2 separate regions of the Gossypium hirsutum genome follow, and region 1 is linked to region 2. A link is a contact called in public Hi-C data. All regions are on one chromosome and are shown on one strand. Each heading gives the region's core, a stretch centred on a gene start, on an enhancer-like site or on the middle of the called end of the contact. The rest is flanking DNA. Distances are from core to core; before and after follow the strand shown.

Region 1 (3,990 bases), core at 651-3,150, 69 kb before region 2:
TATATAAATAAATGAACAAAAAAATAAAAATAAAAATAAAAAATAAAAAATAAAAGGGGTAAGGATATGTAAAAACGAAAACAAAAAGAGCCAGAAATCACCTTTGATTTTTTTTGTGTTTCTTATTTCTGAAAAATGTTACAAAGAGGAAAGGAAAAGAAAATCAAAACCCCCCCGTTACAAAGGTTTCAATCTGTTTGTATACCGATTTCAAAAAAACAAAAGTCCCCCCCTTTTTTTACATTTGTTTTGGCTTTTTAAAGCCTTCTTGTCATTGCTTCTGTCTTGTTCGTTTCTCTCTTTTGCAGATGGCAGGCGGCGCGAGCAGGACGATGGGACAGTGGCGGTGGCAGCCTGCAGACGGCGCTGGTCAGAAGAGGCAGAGGGACGAAGGCCCTAGGTGCGGCGCACCTAGGGTTAGGGTAAATTTTTTCTGATTTGTGTTTTTGGGTATTTGGGCTGTGATGGGTTTCGGGTTTGGGCCAAGTTATTGGGCTGGTTATTATTTTGGGTTGTAATTGGGTTAGTTGGACCTGGTGTATCTGTTTTGCTGGTATGGGCCCGGGCAAAATTGAGCTTGTACATAAATTATTTGAATTTTAATTATTTATGTTTATACGATTTTTTCGTTAATTTGTTAAAATAAAAAATAAATTGTATATAGAATTAAATGTGTAAAATTAGATAGAAATGATAACATTGGAGAAATGAGTTACATTTGAAAATGGACGTGGTTTCTTACAAAGTTTGGAAATAGCCCGAGAATTAATTTAAGTTTTTCGAATTATTATTTAATTAAATAATTGAACTTCAAGAATAGAATTAAATTAATTGGTTATTGTGAATCCATTGAATATGAGAATTAAATATATTTTCTTATAAATTCTTTTACGGTAAAGTTATCATAGTTTTAACAGAATTAGAAATGAGTTGAGAAAATTATTTAATTGGATTATTAATTAAATTAAATTAATAAATAATATTTATTTGAGAAATAGAAAAACATGTATGAAGTTGAATTAATTTATAAAATGTTGGGTTAAAAGTTTAGGAATCACATATAATTGGACCCAATAAGGAGAGATCCAAAATCTCTCATAATACATATGAGGCGTGGCAAACCTAGTATATATTTAGCTAGGGTGTATCGCCCCCCTCTACTAGTTGAACTATGATACTAATTTTTCTATTATATAAGTATTATTTGTATTATACTATTCAACCAACATTTTTCTGTCTCTCCCTATAAATAAATGACATTAGTAGGGCTAAAAAACAAAACACACACAAGTTATATACAACTTTTAGATATTATTATTTTGCTCGAAAAGAGTGAGAATTTATTTTCTAAAAATAATTTTTTTTGGAATAACAATTCTATCGATTTCTATAGAGAGAGAGAGATTTACTTTACTACTGAAAGTAATAATTTTTTTTTAATTTTGTGTTTGATTCGTGATTGTTCAAGCTCACATTCAAAACGATTCGTGGTATGAGAATCACGAAGAAGGATGTTCGGTTGAAAGTCGGAAACGTCAAGGAATTGTCTCACACAAAGCATGTGTAATTTTCGAGAAAAAATTATTACTATAAAAATCACAATCTGACTAAATTTTAAAATTTTAATTTTTCTACTATAACAAAAAAAAAATTTAAAATTGAAGTTTTTGCATATCTAGATATGGAGGGATATAACAATAACCATAGTTTATCCACGGTGGAAATCACATGCCCGACTAGCTCATGAGATTTGAAGTAAAAATCTTTCCTTTTGGAGCGAAAGGTCACAGGAACATGATGTTTGGGGTAAATTTTGTTACATGGAATTTAGATTGCTGTGGACAAGCAGCTTACAAAGGAATGGGGCTCTGCACAATAGAATCGGACCTGTACCCTAAACCCAAACGTTAAGGGAGGCCTAATAGGCTGCTTGTTCAACAGAAGATGATTGGTTCAAGCAAGTACACCAATCAAATGAACCTTAGCACCATTATGTGACTAGATTCAAGGGTTTAGGGTAATCTTATAATTAGTTTAACATCATAAGTTATTCTTGAATGATACTAGCTTGGAGATGTTCATCAGCTATTCTTACCACTAGGAATATATTTCCTTTTCTCCACTTCTATTTTGTTTAAGACTTGGCATGGAGCCCCATTTTGGCCCGAGTCTAATTCGGTGTCTTAGGAAATTGGGTTATGTGAACCTTTTGCATATTTTGGGTATTTGCCCATTTGGCAAAGCCCAACTTTAATTAGGGCTTGGTTTCATTGAATACCATAAATTAAATAAGTACTAAAATTTGTTTGGTGTAGAATATAATTAGATTTTTTGATAAATAATAATTTTTAAAATTTTAAAATTAAAGTGTTCAAAGGATAATGCTAAAAGAACAAAAATAAATATTTTTTTTAATATTAAGTGATAACTGATAAGTAGCTGCTTATATATATTTAGACTGTTTTTGGGTAAATAATGGTAAAGGAAAATAAGAGAAGGTTAAAAAGAAGAAGTGATATATGTTTATTTTGTTTGAATAGTTTTTTTTTAAAATATATAATTGGGGATGGGGAATGGAATTGTTTAAGATTTAATCTAACAGCATAATACTCTTGGCATTAGGTTGTTGGCATTCTGTTTGAATAGTTAAAATTAATAAAAGAAATGAATGTGAAAGATTTTTCACTATCTTTATTTGGTTAAACAGTGGAAAGTTAAGAAAATGATTGTTTATAATATTTTTTTCCCCAAATTGGGGTAATTAAAATATTAAGAGAATTGAATATAATTTACTTTATTTTGTTTAAATAAATAAACCCTTAATTGATTTGGTTTAATTATAAAACTCACCCGATTTCTAATCATCGGGGAAGAAATGATAAATCCTTTATTTGGGAAGCTCCAATTGGATATAGTGAGTGCGTGTGTGGTGTGGGTATATATTGATATCAAGATTTTAGCACATTTTAATTAAGGTAATTAATACCATATCAACAAACGTCCTGTTTTGCTATTGGTATCGATGTGTATTGATATTGCTATAATTTGATGTATCATTTTCATTTTTTCAATAGTTTAAAAAATATATAATATAAGAAAAATGTTTACAGATATTAAATCATACTCGTTAATCATATATAATATCACGAATTATTGGTTTGATTATAGTTACTATACGTCATTGCATCATATTAAAAGTCGAAAACTAATTGATGTTTTATATAAATAATTTTATAATATATTTTATTTATTATCAATTTATTTATTTTTGGTTTAGGCAGAATTTATTAAGTTAATGTTGTTCGTTAGGTCCTATAATTTTCAAACCCAACAAATCATTGAAAGTCTTGTAGTTGTAAGAGTAAAATGGTTGCCCCCACCTATTTTATTATTTTGGTCACTAAATTATAAAAAAATTCAATTTCATCACTAATATTATTATTTATTTTTGTTTTGGTCATCCCGTTAAATTGTTAGTGAAAATGGTTTACTTCAGTTATCAACACTTGTATATTTTATTAAATCAACTCTAAATTTAAATAATTTAACAAATTTAATCATTGACATTTACAATTTCTTTCAATTTAGTTCTCATACGTGGATAAGCCTAGCTCTAGCATGAATTTGACAACTTTGGATTACTTGGTGACTATTAAAACCATTTTCTTTACCATTCCTCTAAAGCTAAAGACCAATGCAACAAATCCCACAATTCCACTATAGAGAACTTAACAAGCTTCTCTGTGCATTAAGATTTATAAGTAAAAATCATACCATCCTCCATATAAATTACACCCCAAAAAAATTGTTATTTTAATTCTCAACAAATCTAACCAAATTCTCAATATATATATATATAGTAGCACCAAAATTAAAAACCCAAAGATGCAGCGACAGTGTTGGTGGTAGGTACAAAATGGCCCAGTTCGAGAGTGTTGGCAGAACGATCAGAGCATGGCTTCTTCTTGGAGTTGCAAAGCCGAGAAGTCA
Region 2 (4,351 bases), core at 178-2,677:
TCACCGTAGTTATACTATTAATTGATAGGTGCATTTGCCTTAGTCAATTTTTTAGTTAGTTTCGGACGTATCAAGTTTTTGACTCTCTTCCTTTGAGGACACATCTCTTAGAAGAAACATGATGTCCCCTCCAATGAGAACTTAGGAAACAAGAAATAATGTCACCAAGTGGACTCTATGCCTCCACATATGTAAAAGCCCAAACAATAATTTCATAGGAGGCACGATTATTATCTAGAATGACAATGACATGTCTTTTGTCTCTGTCAAAAGTAGGAGTGAGCAAAACTCGATTCAATTCAAAAAAATAAAAAAAATTCAAATTTTGAGTTAATCAAATCGAGTTATTTGAGTTATTCGAATCAACTTGAATAAGTAATTCAAGTTTCTAGTTCAAATCGAGTTGAATTTTACAATTTGAATAACTCGAATAATTCAAATAACATATTTGTGTAAATACCTTTGTCAAGTTTGAAAATGAGCAAATCGGTCTCTCTTAACAAAAATTACAAAAAAAAATCAAAATAATTTTCAAAATTCAAAATATTTATAAAAATTCCAAAATTTATATTTTTAAAAAATTATAAAAATTTCAAAAAATATATATAAAGAAAGTTAGAAAAAATTCTAGAATAATAATTTTGGAAACCTAAATAAGTTAATTAATGATTCAAGTTTATCATACTAAAGTATTTTTTTATTATTTTACTTTGAAAAAATTTTCAAATATATATGATTTCAGATTTATGTACTTTAATATGAAATTAGTTATACTGTAACAAGATTTGAATTTAACATGTTTAATTTTTTAATTTAACTTGAATATTTCGCTCGGTTCGACTTTACTCGAATTCCATTTCACTAGAGTCGATTCTAAAAAATTTTAAATTAAATTAAAATGATAAAATGAGACTCGTCAACTTAAAAAATTTTCGCTCAATTTGATCGAATACTGAAACTAATCAAAATGTGATGTAGTAACTTCAAAACTTGGATTATCCTCAACAATATCTTTTCTTACAAGCTTGCTATTAAAGATTGTAAGTGGATCAACATTATCCTCGACAAATCAAAGGCAGGGCGTAGTCTTGTCCTAACTTTTTCAGGTTGTCTAAAAAATCTTCAAGTTCATCAAAATTGTTCAAGATAGAAACCACAATCTAACAACTTAGAAAGGAAACAAGAAATTGGGCAAATAATATTTCTTTCTAATTGCCATGATTTTCCTCTGTTTTCATATTATTTGCGATTCAACGTACTTTTTGGGGTTAAGAATTTTCAAGAATTAATATTTATTGTTAGGGGTAAAAGTTTATGTTCTCTTTTATTGGTCAAATAACGTAAAACTTTACCAGTTTAATCACCCAAACAGGTCATCAAACATTCAAACTAGATACGTGTCAGTAATGAACAGAATCTTCTTTTTTGTTTTCACCGTACTCACCAAACGGCTTCATCTCCTCCGTACACGTTCAGATCAACGACTCACATTTATCTTCTATTTAGTATATAAAGTATCCGACGACAGGTCTTAAGAAAATAGCGGAAATTGGCTGAGAAAAAAAAAAAGGAAACAGAGAAAAGAAGAAGAAAGCTCGATTACTGAACGGTGGCGTTTGATCGAGTGCACTTCTTCTCCGTCGCGTTTCATTTCTAGGCCTTTGATCTGATAGATTTCAAAACCTTTTTCCCCCATCTTTTTGATGATTCTTCTTTATTGAGGGAGATCGAAAATGTTGTCGTTGCAAAACGGAGTTGGGATCTCTAGGGCCGCTCCGTACGGCGTTGGAATTTTCGATCGAGCTGATGAAACCTCCGATGCTGAGGCGGTAGCTGCTGGAAAATCCGCCGTTTATGCGGTGAAGCAGGAGCCGGCTTCTTCGTTCAGTATTGTGCCTCATAATGGACATGATTCACATGAAGGTTCACATCTTCATTTTTTTATATCAATAGTTTAAATTATTGTTGTTTCTTAATTTTGGAGCTTAAATATTTATCTTTCATAAAAATTACAATAAACGCGCAAAATATTAGATTATAGCAGTTCCTTTTTATTTTTTAAAACATGAAGTTTGATTATAATATTTCTTATTTGATTTCTTTAAAGCTATAATTTTGAGTTAGATCTGTCTTTTTGTTTTGGAAAAATCGTGTTGATACATAAATTTTAGACTTTTAGGGTTTTTTTTGTGTATCACTATTATTCGTTTTTAGCTTTCAAAATTGGAATAATTTAATTACTTTATGCCTGTCTGAAGAATTTATTATATATGCTTTACTGTAAAATTCTAAATCCATAGAATATTTTATCTGTGTAACATCTTATTTTAATCGCTGATGTCACCAATGATTTGCTTTTGATGCAGTTGATGAAGATATGCACTTGGCTCTAGCTCATCAGATGTACAAATCTGGAAACTACAAACAAGCATTGGATCATAGCAGTGCTGTTTACAATCAAAACCCACTTCGTACTGATAATCTGCTTCTTTTGGGTGCTATTTATTATCAGGTAAAATATTTCCTTTTTTTTGTCTTCCTTTAACAAGGAAATTGTTTTGTAATTTTATATTAATGCCTTTGAATATGTTTGCAGTTACATAATTATGATATGTGCATCGCCAAAAATGAAGAAGCCCTTCAAATCGAGCCTCGTTTTGCAGAGTGCTATGGAAACATGGCAAATGCTTGGAAGGTACATGTTAATCTTTATGTCAATTTTTTGAAGTTGAATAAAATAAAAAAAAAAGAAAAGAAGAGAAAGTTGTTGAAGAACTGATGGAGGTGTATTTTTTCCCTAACATGTAGGAAAAAGGCGATATTGATGTTGCCATCCGGTACTATATGATTGCAATTGAGGTTTGTATATGGTTATAAAACCTTGTTTTGTTAGCTTTTTGTCTTTCTGTTTTGCTTGCCAAATCTGTTGTTAGATTGTTAATCTTTGCTTGAATTTGCATTGCTGCAGCTTCGACCTAACTTTGCTGATGCATGGTCGAATCTAGCAAGTGCTTACATGCGAAAAGGAAGATTTAATGAGGCTGCACAATGTTGCCGTCAAGCACTGCAACTAAATCCTCTTCTGGTATATTTTAATCTGGTTATGTCTTATTATAATCCAGTTAAATGTTCTAAACTTATAATTCAGTACGATGTTCAACATTACAATTTCTATTGTTTTTTGTTTCTTTGTTTGCTTAGCAACTGTGACTCCGAATTTAAGATTTCAATAAGAGTTTCTGACCTATGTGCAAGACATCTGACCTACATTGTTTTAATTGCCTTGCAGGTTGATGCTCATAGTAATCTTGGAAATCTAATGAAGGCACAGGGGCTGTTGCAAGAAGTAAGTGTCCACAAATGAAATGTTTATACTGTTTGGTAGCCTAGCCTCATAACTGGCTGCCAGGGATGTGAAATCCTTGGGTTGAATTATGTTAAATTGTTAACTGATATAATTCACGCCTTTGGCATTACCATGTTGAAGTCTTCAACTAGGATTTGGTTGGACCTCATTCCGTTCCATCGTTTGGTGGAAGTGGTCTAATCTTTTGCTTGCTTTGAGTGTGTATTCTCATTGCTGAATTAACCTGGCCTTGACTCTTATCATCCTGCCCAATCAGAAAGTGAGGGGAAACATCCTTCCCTTGTCTATAGATCTTTGTTGTGTATGTCTTTATCTGGTAAGTTACTGATGGAGGTAATTCATGTGTGGAACTGTGTCTCGATATCACAGTTCAATACAGATATCAACTTGTTATCTACAGGCCAGGGCTCAGATGATGGTTGGTCTTGTTATAACTTCATCTGCAGAGATCGAAATTGTCAGAACTAACGTTTTGTGCAGGCATACAGTTGCTATCTTGAGGCTCTACGCATACAGCCAACTTTTGCTATTGCATGGTCAAATCTTGCGGGTCTTTTCATGGATTCGGGTGACTTAAATCGAGCCCTTGAGTATTACAAGGTATGCAGAATCTTGTTTTTTATCTTGTTTTTATCTTGTCCAAATTCTGTAATTTACATCTTACTGATTGCCATAGATCACATGACCAACTTTTCAGTGCTGCTTCTTTTTTAATAATTTTCTATGAGATTATAATCTACCATACTGTCCCACCCCCCACTCAATTTTAGTGCTAAGAATTATTTTATGAGCAGCAATACTGATTTAATTTGCAAAATTTGAAATTGCAGGAAGCAGTTAAACTCAAACCCACATTCCCTGATGCCTATTTAAATCTTGGGAATATTTATAAGGTAAGCCATCTTGCCTTGTGCTCTTAATGTTTTGTTCTACAAGTGCCTGGGCAGTTCTTCTTGTGTTGGTGGAAAACAAGATATATCTTTT

Evidence for each region. A called contact is a pair of places that touch in the nucleus more often than the background predicts.
Region 1: a contact with region 2 is called in a Hi-C map of leaf, with 1.8 times the contacts expected there. The contact joins the enhancer-like site here to the promoter of LOC107936910 in region 2. A contact is called at or near these places in 19 of 34 Hi-C or Micro-C datasets (anther, callus, fibers and 4 more).

The regions. Positions count from the first base shown.
Region 1 is chrD13:56,992,216-56,996,205 of Gossypium_hirsutum_v2.1, reverse strand. No RefSeq gene overlaps it. Among protein-coding and RNA genes, the nearest start is that of LOC121225156, 5.6 kb to the left of the region's middle. Within about 2 kb of position 1,900, at least 3 of the 9 cell types and tissues checked have an H3K27ac peak or open chromatin away from gene starts, as enhancers often do. A contact at or near this core is called in hypocotyl and leaf, where this site is marked.
Region 2 is chrD13:56,922,058-56,926,408 of Gossypium_hirsutum_v2.1, reverse strand. It overlaps LOC107936910 (probable UDP-N-acetylglucosamine--peptide N-acetylglucosaminyltransferase SEC), which reads left to right and starts at 1,427. Exons shown (of 27, transcript XM_016869701.2): 1 at 1,427-1,923; 2 at 2,367-2,512; 3 at 2,597-2,695; 4 at 2,809-2,859; 5 at 2,969-3,085; 6 at 3,290-3,346; 7 at 3,848-3,967; 8 at 4,198-4,260. The coding sequence starts at 1,734.